Regions from separate parts of the Mus musculus genome. Here region 1 is linked to region 2. Evidence: chromatin contacts called from public promoter capture Hi-C data. All regions are on one chromosome and are shown on one strand. The core of a region is the stretch at or near the end of the contact, and the rest is flanking DNA. Distances in the headings are between cores, read along the strand shown. Region 1 overlaps Kcnb1 (potassium voltage gated channel, Shab-related subfamily, member 1). Region 2 overlaps Kcnb1 (potassium voltage gated channel, Shab-related subfamily, member 1).

Region 1 (5,169 bases), core at 329-2,828, 66 kb after region 2:
CTTATCAGACAGCAAGGGTGATGAGGGTCAGCACTGAGGAGTCCACTTCGGGTGTGGTGTGTGTGTGTATGTGTGTGTGTGTGTGTGTGTATGTGAGTGTGTGTGTGTGCCTGCCATGCTGACACAGGGTGTGGCAAATCGCTGAGGCTGCAGGAAGGTATTTCCCTGGGCTGATTGGGTACTGTGACAGATAGCACCCTCAATCCCTAGGGTGTTCTTTGCACCCGAGTCTTGGGAGGACCCATGTCAGTCTCCCAATCCCAGAAAAAGGTTCAGTTACAGGATGAAATTTAACTCTCACCTCTACCTTCCCCAACTGTCTGGACCCAACTCCCATTCCAAAATTACCTGGACCGGCCAGTACCTGTTCATCTGTCCACTCCAGCCAATGACTGCTGTGTGGCCTCTGGCAAGTCACTTATGAAATAAAATTCCTTATTCATCCATTTGATTTCATTAAAATAAATGAGAAAGAAGGAAAAAAAAAACAGAAGCAAACCCCATGTTGGACCCCTCCTGATTTTATAACGGCCTGAGACCCAAGGTGATCCTCTGGCCAGGTGATCCTCCGGCCCACATCCCTCCTTTGTCCTCAGCAGGCTCTGTCACCAATGTGTCCGACCAGAGCCAGTCCTCAGCTTTTGCTGAGAAAGCCAGGAAACGAAACTCTCTGCTAGCCTCCATGCTGGGACACTGTGTCAGAGGAGAACCGGCCTGTGGGCTGTAGGTTCTAGCAGTGGCCCTGGAATTAGGGCCCGGCCATTATCTTAAACGCTTGTATGTATAAATGACAGGTGCAGAGGTAAGCTCTATGTGAAATGACCAGGGGATCTGAAAACCCAGACCGTCTCTGAAGGAACAAGAGTCATTCACTCATTCATTCATTCATTGACAATACATATTTCATACGGGACAAAGTTTGGGCAGTTTCAGGGAAACTGAGTCCTCTGCCAAGGCTGTCTGTAGAGGACATGCTGCTATAGAAGGATGGGCCAGACTGGAGCCAGAGAAACCTCAAAGATCAGCTTGTGAGAAGAACCAGGAGGATCCCAGAGGAAGGGCTGGGCATGCTGCACAGAGGGTGTGGTATGGAGAGCTTAAAGGACAGGCCTGGAGAATGCCAGCCAGCAGTTCCCACCAGCCCCTTCCAGTAACAGCACCTGCCAGCTCTACACTGTCAATAGGCTTTAGAGACGATCATTCAGTGACCCTCCCTCCACGTCGAGGCAGCTCTCTCAACTGGCATCACAGGGCATGCACAGTGACCGCGGCAACCAGCAAACTACTCCACTTCCCCACCTGCCCCTGATAGTTACACTTCCTCCCACTGGGCAGCCACAAGCCTGTCACCCTTGCCTGACACCATCTTCCCTTCTCTGGATGATGGCATGGTGAGGTCCTCTGAGAGGACCCCAGCCTTTGTGCCTAGCACTGCACATGGATAAGACAACAGACTTCAGGGACTCGAGTGCAAGGTTGGGCAGGAGAAGCAGGCTTCCACCATGTGGGGCTGGTAGGAAGCAGCTGGCTAAGTGGAGACTGGGGAGTCGTCTGTGGCTTCCATTTCCTCAGGACTGCTGCCAGGAGATGATGGAGCCTTAATGGCATGCAGAGGGGGAACAGGCACACACTGGGGTAAGTGGAGAGCCGTAGCTCTTTCCACACGTGTCTGCAGAGCAGAGTTCCGACCTTGAGCCTTAGAATTCCTACTCTGGACATGAGTTCCAGCCTGGAACATCAGCTGTCTGACCTTGTCTGTTAGCTTCTATCACAGAGAACGATGCTCTGGCCATACTCCTTCAGTCCAATTATGGATCTGACGGTTCTGACCAAGGGTGACGGTGACCTTGAATCTGAATGGTCACATTCCAATACAGGACACACAGCTTTGAGCCTGAGAGCCAGGATTCCAACCCTGAACGTCAAACCGCAGCACCTTCATCTGCCTGGGGACTCTCTGGATGCCCAGACCCCTCTGCCTGAAAAGGAGCTAGTGTTTTTCCATAAGGACGGAACACTGAATGGTTGACTGACTCCTTCAAGGGGCTGGGATGTGGCTCAATAGGTTGAATCTTGCCCTGCACCCACATTTTTTAGCACCTCATAAATCAGGTGTGGTGGCTCACACCTGTAATCCCAGCACTTGAGAAATGGAAACAGGAGGATCAGGAGTTCAAGGTCACCCGCTGCTACAGCTGAAGTCTGGCTGCTGGAGATCCACTGAAGGCTGGAGACGATGGGGGAAGCAGCGGCTTACACTGCTGCGTGCCATACTGCCCTGTGCTTCATCTCCTTCTGGCCTCTTGACAGCCCGAGGACGACTTTATTACGACTTTATTACCCCCACGTTACAGAGGAAGGTCCTGAGCTTGGAGCCGGTTCAGTCGACAGCCTCAGTATCTGTGGTCAGCCTGCTTTGGCTTCTGCTGCGTCCTTCTCTTCCACATCCGATCAGAGGTGGGGTGAGGGACTCAGAAGTCATTTACCACCTAATGGGTTTAAGATCAACCCATGAATTGCCCCGACTGGTGTTTGCTTCTACCTGTGGGAGCTGACTTGGTCTGGGAAGCCGAGAGACCCATGTGGGTGGAAGTTGTTCATTTCCTAAGTGCTTACCATCCTGGCTTGTGTTGATACTAAGGCTATATAGTTAGAGCAGAGGACTGTGGCTATGGCTGAGCCGAAAAGTACCTGCCTGGAATACACCAGTGAAGGGTTAGGACCCTGGCTCACCGGTACAGAACAGCACTTGCCTAAACCCCAGAAAGGATTGGGGGTTTGGTCAGCAGTGAGAACTGGCCTAGAATCTATCAATGAGAGGCTGCACCATAGCTCAGGGGTAATGTATAGAGTATTATCCTTAACAACTCCCCAGAGAAGGACTGGGGCGTGGCTCAAAGGTAGACTTAGCATGTACAAGGCCATGAGTTCCATCCCAGCACTACAGAAACCAGTATACCATGGCACATGCCTGCCATCCCAGCGCTTGGGCTGGGGGAGAGATGGGAGGATCTGGAGTTCAAGGTTATCCTCAGCTACATAGAGAGTTAGAGGCTAGTCTGGGCTACATGAGACCCTGTCTCCAAACACCCTACACCTAAAATTGTAAGCTGTAAAGTGCCCATGGCACTCAGATGCTGGTGCGGTAGGCCCACGGTCTCTTTACTATAGTTTCCTTTTCATGTTGAACTTAGTACAGCTCATGTCACTCTCTACTGGCCAGAGCCTAGCCCGTCTCTCAAGAGTCATAGCAGGCACTTGGATCCGTTGTGGCCCACACTTGTTCCTGCCACCCACCTCTGGTGAAGCTGTGCTGACACTGGGACCCTCTCTTGCAGCCCTTCCTTCTGGCTGCTTCCTGTTGGTGCCACACTCCCTGGTAGTCCTCCCATCCCCAGACAATGAGCTTGAGAGGACAGTTGAGACAACCTTACGTCATTCTCCATGGTGGGTGGCACCGGCTTTAGAGGCACCGTTGGGACTGCCCAATCATGCAGGGCCCAGTGTTTCCAAAGCTAAACCGGAGGACCCAAGTTCAATCCCTAGTGCCCACCTAAAGCCAGGATGCTGGTGTGAGCCTCTACATACACCATGTGTGACCATATCACACCAACACATACAAAATAAAGACAAACAAAGCCCCTTGTCTTAAAACAAATGTTGGCCGTGCCGTGGTGGCACACACCTTTAATCCCAGCACTCAGGAGTCAGAGGCCAGGGAATCACTGAGTTCAAGGCCAGCCTGGTCTACAGAGTGAGTTCCAGGACAGCCAGTGCTGCACAGAGACAGAGACACCCTGCCTCAAAAGACCAACCCCACCCCACAAAGGCTCTACTCTGCATTTAGAGTCCCTTTCTTTTCTCTTTCTTTCTTTCTTTCTTTCTTTCTTTCTTTCTTTCTTTCTTTCTTTCTTTCTTCCTTCTTCCTTCCTCCCTCACTCCCTCCTTTCTTCCTCCATCCTTCCTTGCTTCCTTTCTTCCTTCCTTCCTTCCTTTTTTGTTTTTTGGGGTTTTGAGCAGGGTTTCTTTGTGTAATCTTCGCTATCCTGGAACTCACTCCTGTGATGAGGCTGGACTCAAACTTACAGAGATTCTCCTGCTTCCGCCTCGGTAATGCTGAGGTTAAAGGTGTGAGCTACCACATCTGGTGTGTTTAGAGTTCTCTGTCCCCACTTGATGGTGTTTTGAAGAAGGGTACCCCATTTTCACCTTAACTGTAGCTCATAAATGTATAACTGGCCTTGCCAATGGGTACCCTAGGAATTAGGGGCTCCCAACCCCCACCTGCTCTGTCCCCAGGCCCAGACACTCCTCTGGCACACCAGAGGGTAATGAGCATGCTCTTGGCTCAGATGCAAACAGGAGCTCAGAGGCTCACACTTTAAGGATGCTACCAATGCAGCCTGCCTACTGAAGGTGGGACAGGGAACCTTCCATGACATGTGCTTTCAGAGATCTTGAAGCCAGAGACACCATCTGTACCCATCAAGGATGAGGGCGACTGTGGTTCCCTCCCCCTTCCCACTCCTGCCAATCATTGAATGATCACTGTGTGGCAGTCAGGCAGACCACCAGGTCACGAGGTCACGGTGGTGCTAGGTGAACCCCTTCTTGCTGCTTCTGCACCCTGCTGGGCACAGAGCAGCACCATGAATGTGACAATGACTCCCTGCACTGAGGGTCACTGTGCCCATTTCCCAGCTAGGGAAACAGGCTGAGAAAGGCAAAGGTGAGCACGGCTCAGACACTTCACATAGCACACATGGGGATTAAGAACTCTCATCTCCTCCACTCTCTCTCTAGTCTGGCTGAGTGTGAGAGGAGGGGCTGGATTCTAGAGGGGGAGGGAGGCTCCCGCACAGCAGGTCTAACCCTACTACATACCAGAAACACTTTATCATGGAAAGGCCTCAACACCACTACACCCAAACTAGTCATCCGAGGTCTGAGATGGCTCTCTGAAGAGCTGATATATGAGCCAAAATATGGAGTATCAGGATGGACAGACACATCAGCCAGAAACAGGGCCAGAGGCCCAGTGATGGCAAGCAATTTGTACAAGATTACAAAGCTGGTTTACCTTCTCCATCCTCTGTACCAGGCCCTACAGCAGCCTCAGAACACAGGTCAGCAAGCTTTTACTATCTTAGGCTTCATCATCATCACCAC
Region 2 (5,644 bases), core at 2,560-5,059:
AAATGGGTTGGATAAATGGTTGGCAGGGTCAGAAAAATAGCAAGAGCCGGCTTAGGATGCTGAGCCCTCTGCTGCAGCCCTCCTGCGCTGGTGCCTTCTGGGATGGCCCGATCCTATAACCTGAGGTCCCAGTAGCTCTGCTCTGAATCCTTCTCTATGAGGCTTGAACCTGGACCCAGAATGTTCAAGACACCTGTGCAGACACCCACATGTGCATGAAAGCTGTGAAAACACACACACACACACACACACACACACACACACACACACACTCCAAGAAAGAATTGCTTTGAGTTTCCAGTCCCGTTTTGTGGTAATGCCAAGGCCTATTTGTGCACTACTCAGCCTCCCTGGGAATACCTGGGACACACTGGGTAGTCTGGATCCTCTTACCCATCATGCGCCGTGTTCTATGAGCATATAACCCACCCACCCTGCTGAGAAAGGGCTTTGCTACTTTGAGCTGAAATGGACAATTCATGTTGAGAGGCTACTTCTTTGGGCCAACTTCCTGCCCATGCTCTTCTGCTGGCTTTTAGGTTTCTTCAGGGCCTTGGCTGAGACGGACAGAGGTAGGGCTAGACGCGGAGAGGACGGCCCAAACGACTAACAGCCCCTTCCAAATTCAGTTCAAGTCACCATCTGGAAATTTTGAGAGGAATTCTAGGACAAGGAGAGAAGGTCAGAGGTACCCTCTCTTTTTTGGGAAGATAGCCTGTGTTTACTTAGCTGGGCAGGAAACTTCAGAAACAACATGACAGCAATTTTAAATTTTGTTCTTATGCAAAAGTTGCACACACACATATGCACACATATGCACATATTGCATGTGCATGCATACCACACATAATCACACACACATAATCACACACACACACACACACACACACGCACACAAAATCTTGTCTGTTTTATTTGGCTCTGGAACAAACCAGATTACCAGGAATTTTAGGGATGGGAGAAACTGATCAGAACCACATTCCAAATTAATACATTCAGGGGCTGCAGATGTAGCGCAGGGTGGAGCACTTGTCTGACACAGCCAAGGCCCTAGTTAGGTCCCCAACACCACACAACAGAACAAACCCAAGGGGGAGGAAAGACAATCCAACCACCAGAATATTAAATTTGCATTTGGGCTGCATCCTCTTGGGGTTCTTTCAGTGGGAACACCATCGCTGTCTGATAGGGCTGATCTGGCTTGACTCAAATTTCTGGTGCTGGCAGAGCTCAGAGTCCAGAGCTGAGGCAGGTAGGTGACTGGTTGGGCATGGGAGGTGATCTGATTGGCTTTTCTTGTCCCATGGAAGGTGATGGTTGGCAGACCCCTTCACTCCATGTGGAGTCTGTCCACCACCTGAGCCTAGGCTCAAAATTGTTTCCAATGGATGTTCAGGACTGACCAAGAACTGGAGACTTGGATGTTCAGAACTGACCAAAGACTGGAGACTTGGAAAAGCAGAAGCTGAAAAAATACTGCCACCCTTGCCTCAAGTCTCACCTTGGTGCCGCTTCGAGGGGCTGGGTGGATCACAGCTTTGGGCTGTCTGTCACTCCTCAGCGTTTGGCTACAAGGCTGTCTGGCCACTGATTTTTGGTAAGACTGTGAGAAATGGAATGGAGACACACAGCACATTCTTCTGAGATTTGCTGGAGCCTGCACACACCCTGGTCCTTGGATCCAGTTGGTGGCCCTGGGAAGCAGGATAGCTGGACTTGGGGACAATCTAGCCAGGAGGGACTCAGGAATGCTCCTGAGCTCAGAGACAAGTTTGCTTGCAGGAGGGTCTTGATTCTAATATTTCTGGTAACCAGAAAGCACAGTCCTTTAAGATTTGGGAAGGGAAGCAAGCGTCCGAGCTCTGTCTGAGCTCCCGGCAGCCCAGGTCCCAATTGCACCCGTCTTCACCTGGCTTGCTCCTGCATACCTGGATTCTTAAGAGTGACAGCCAGGGGACATAGACCTGATGAGGAAAGACACAGAGTTGCTCTCCCAGACCCCCATCACCCACCCATTGCTAGGAACTCCATCTTCCAGGATATTAAACCCCAGTCTTTTCCCATCTCCAGACAACTGGAATCCAACAAAACAAAACAAAACCAAAAAACCAGCCCAAGGGACAGTGGGAAGGAATGACAGCAGAAAAGACCAGCTATGCAAATGAGCAACAATAAAATCCCCAAGATATCACTCTGTTACAAAAGAAATTAGACTCAATTGCCCTATTATAAATATACTAAAAATACATATATGTATATATTTTATCTGAACAAAAAAATAGACTACTCTGAGATGTGTGGACGTCCTAGGATATAGATGCTTCTAGGGCCAGAAAAATGGCAACAGGAAATGCAGAGGTAAGTCTTCTTTCCAGGTGTGGCCTGGGCTGCTTTGGGCGGCCCTGGCCTAGAGACATGAAAGTATTTGGGGGTTGTCATATAAACAATAATAGGTTAGGAAACGCCCAAGGCTAGAGTGTTCTGTTGTCCTGCTGGGGGCCTCGGAGCCCCCATCTTCCTCCTGCCAACCTGTCAGATACACATACACAAAGTCTGTCTCCAAACGAGGATGTTCTAGAAGCTTTTCTGTGTACCCATCCCCCTTTGATTCAGTGCAGGCTGTGGTTATTTTACTCGAGACAAAGTTGGCAGAGAAACAAGGAAAAGAGATCTATTTATATATCTATACCTACCTATCTATATAGAGATACCTGGCTTTAGGGACCCTTTTCTGTGATGAACTTTAAATATGTCCTTGTTCAAGGACTAGACATTCCAGCCATGACCAGAGTCAGACAAATACATAATTATAAATATTGACAATACATTACAGTTGTATAGAAGAGGATGCTGTTGCGTCTTGTTTCCTCCTTAGAGATGTGGATCTTCTCGGGAGAAGGGACAGAGACAAGGCTGCAGCTACAGAACACAGAGGAGATGAAGAGAAGGTGAGACTTGGGAGGAAAAAGAGCTCCTATTCCCAGCAACTGTCAGGGTGAGTGGAGCAGGTTAAGGGTGGCTTCCTCATTACTTTGGCGTTTCCTCTCTCCTCGATGACAAATATTCTCTCCTCCTTTACTCTCTCTCTCATCTAAATGTGCTTAAGGTAGAATACCAGAGAGAGATCTGTTGCCCCAGATCTGCTGCTTTGGAAACATCCAAAAATGAAAAGGCAAAAGAACTGGCTTGTCCTCACCTTGTCCACAGTAAGGCTTTCCCGGTGCGACAGGTGCGCACAGCAGTCCGACGCCTGGCCTTTTCTGATGACGTGGTGGATGCTGGGACTCCGATTCAGCTGGCTTTTTGATAGTCCTGTTGATTTCATAACCGGACCGGGAGATCTCCGCCTCCAGCCCCTGGAGTTATTTGGGTATCTCACTTCCTTTTGCTCTGGTTGGGTCAGGCCAGGTGGACCACCATGTTCAAGTGGCCTCTGTCCCCATCCCCTGGCTCTTGTCTTCACTGCTGAGACCCATCTGTCAGATTCATCTTCATCTTGGCAACCCAAGATTTCCCAGTGCGTGTAAACACATGTACCCGGGTCAGGTACATGCGGCCTGAGACTCTGTGTTCCTTTTTAGCCCATGGAGGGTTGGTAGAAAAATTTATAATATTCTAACTTGAGTTACACTTGTGTGGGGGAAGCTATATTCCCACAGTTCACACAAATATAAGTGAAAGGAAAAAAAAAAAAAACGCCAACAAAAACCAAAATGGAAAACTCTTCTTTTGCTTCGTCTATACTGTTTTGATGGTTGTCTCTATAGGAGTTCTGTCAGACTCTGCCTATGCAGCTAGGAAAGGTATTCTGGATTCATCATTTTCTCGGTATAATGCTACTTTAAAGTCAGACAAAACACAAGAGGGAGGGACAGCCAGGTCCTACACAAGGCAGAAAGGGCCTTTGGTTACAAGAAAAGTCGCACCAAGTGGTTCTTAAAAAAGAAAGCAATCATTTCTACACTGTACACCCGCCGTCGGCTTAACCAACCAATGAAATGCCTTGGTTTAAAGAAGGGGGGCGGTAACTTCCTTCTGGCTATTTATGGCTATGTTAAGACGTGTTTACTTCCTGATATGTAAAATAGACTATATCATCAGTAGGAGGTTTTTTTTTTTTTACAGATAGCTCTAAAAATATCTGAATCGGAAATCACAACTATTTACTTTTTATCAAAAAGCATTTGTTTGTTTCCCTGAATTTTCACATTTGTGCTGATGGGTGACTTATGAGCAACACAAAAGACAGACATGGAAGATGGTCAGCAGAAAGGTCCCACGATCATCGATCACCGGTCACACACAGGCCCCAGCGCCAGGCAGAGCTCAGCAGGGGGCCGTGGAGCCCCGCCCCCCTGCTTCCTGTCTCCAGGATGCCGCTGGTGCACGTGACCCGGCACTGTCTCAGCCCCTTTGCTCCTGTTTTGAGAAAGCTCTGAGGACGGATGGTGAGGCAGAGTCAACTTCTTATTTTCTTCATGAAAACAGCAAAATACCAAGCTGTGCCCTCTGGAGGGAGGGGGGACCCAGGTCTTTGGAGATGCTGAGAAGCGTCATGAACACTTTGTTTAAGGGTGGTGGGATGAGCCTTTAGCATCCTACCTGGGACAGGTGGCCTGACCGCAGCTATGGAAACAAGAGAAGGCAGAAGATCGTGATGTGCTACGTGTGCTGACGGGTGGATCATGCCATCGGACTGCTGGGCCGACCAGCCACACACGATACTGAGGACAGGTGACCATTATTGTCTTTGCTTCATCAGGAAGACATGCCCGTCACTGTTCTGAGGACAGGGAGGAGGACACTACAGCATTTGGGACATTACCCACTCACACTATAGTAAGAAAACCACATTGCCCTATTGTACCAGAGACAGGCTGACCAACAACATCGCCGTAACTAGAGCATTTGCGCAGACTGGTGTCACTGAGGAAGGGCCAACAATACTGTGCCACTGGGTCACAAGCAGGCGGGACGACGCCAGGTCAACGCTTGGACAGGAAGACTGACACCAGGAAGTGCACGGGAACCTCGAGGGATACACATGGGTACTTATTGCTTTTGGCTGTGCCGTCTGCCTAGATGGCCTCAGGGAGGAGCGTCGGGCTTTTGGGACAGACAGTAACATAGAACACACAATGGCCGGTTGACAAGAAAGAGCGGTACAACACCCGACACCCAACTCTTGCTGCGCCCTTCTGAGACGTTGTGTGTCTCTTGTACGCAGGCTTTAAGAGATCCCTGCCTCCGAAACCTGAGGACCTCTCCTGTCCCATGAGGGATGAGGGGTGATCCTGAGGGGTCACGGAAAAGCCCCGGACTCTGATGTGGTAACGGTAGACCCACTGTGGCCAGAAATGGGCACAAGTAATACCCCAAGTGCAGGGCCAGCTTACGGCCCAGGGGAAATAGTGCTTGTTTTAAAGTGCGAGATCTTGACACTGTCCCTGGTAGAACCTAGATTAGAAAAACATAAAGTGCTTTTTTTATTAACTTATTATTATTATTATTTTTTAGCTTGAATACTACAGGAAACAAAAAAAGAAAGAAAAAAAAAGAGAGAGAGAACTTCCTCTCATAGTAGGTGTGTTCCCTACCACACCACAGCAGAAAGTAGTCACAATTCTTCACAGGGCAGTTCAGT

Evidence for each region. Capture Hi-C pulls out chosen DNA fragments and counts their contacts.
Region 1: a promoter capture Hi-C map of adipose tissue shows a contact between it and region 2. The contact joins two enhancer-like sites. A contact is called at or near these places in 4 of 15 datasets of contacts at CTCF or cohesin (CD8 T cells, the NIH/3T3 cell line and large pre-B cells), 6 of 484 Hi-C or Micro-C datasets (the G1E-ER4 cell line, the HL-1 cell line, bone marrow-derived macrophages and 3 more), 4 of 115 datasets of contacts at active chromatin or transcription factors (embryonic stem cells and large pre-B cells) and 2 of 9 other capture datasets (adipose tissue and embryonic stem cells).

What each region holds. Positions count from the first base shown.
Region 1 is chr2:167,166,418-167,171,586 of GRCm38.p6, forward strand. All of the region lies in intron 1 of Kcnb1 (potassium voltage gated channel, Shab-related subfamily, member 1), which reads right to left. Among named protein-coding and RNA genes, the nearest start is that of Kcnb1, 20 kb to the right of the region's middle. Within about 2 kb of position 1,579, at least 23 of the 459 cell types and tissues checked have an H3K27ac peak or open chromatin away from gene starts, as enhancers often do. A contact at or near this core is called in adipose tissue, where this site is marked.
Region 2 is chr2:167,097,897-167,103,540 of GRCm38.p6, forward strand. Kcnb1 (potassium voltage gated channel, Shab-related subfamily, member 1) reads right to left here. Exons shown (of 2, transcript NM_008420.4): 2 at 1-5,644. Among named protein-coding and RNA genes, the nearest start is that of Gm39984, 21 kb to the left of the region's middle. Within about 2 kb of position 3,810, at least 115 of the 459 cell types and tissues checked have an H3K27ac peak or open chromatin away from gene starts, as enhancers often do. A contact at or near this core is called in adipose tissue, where this site is marked.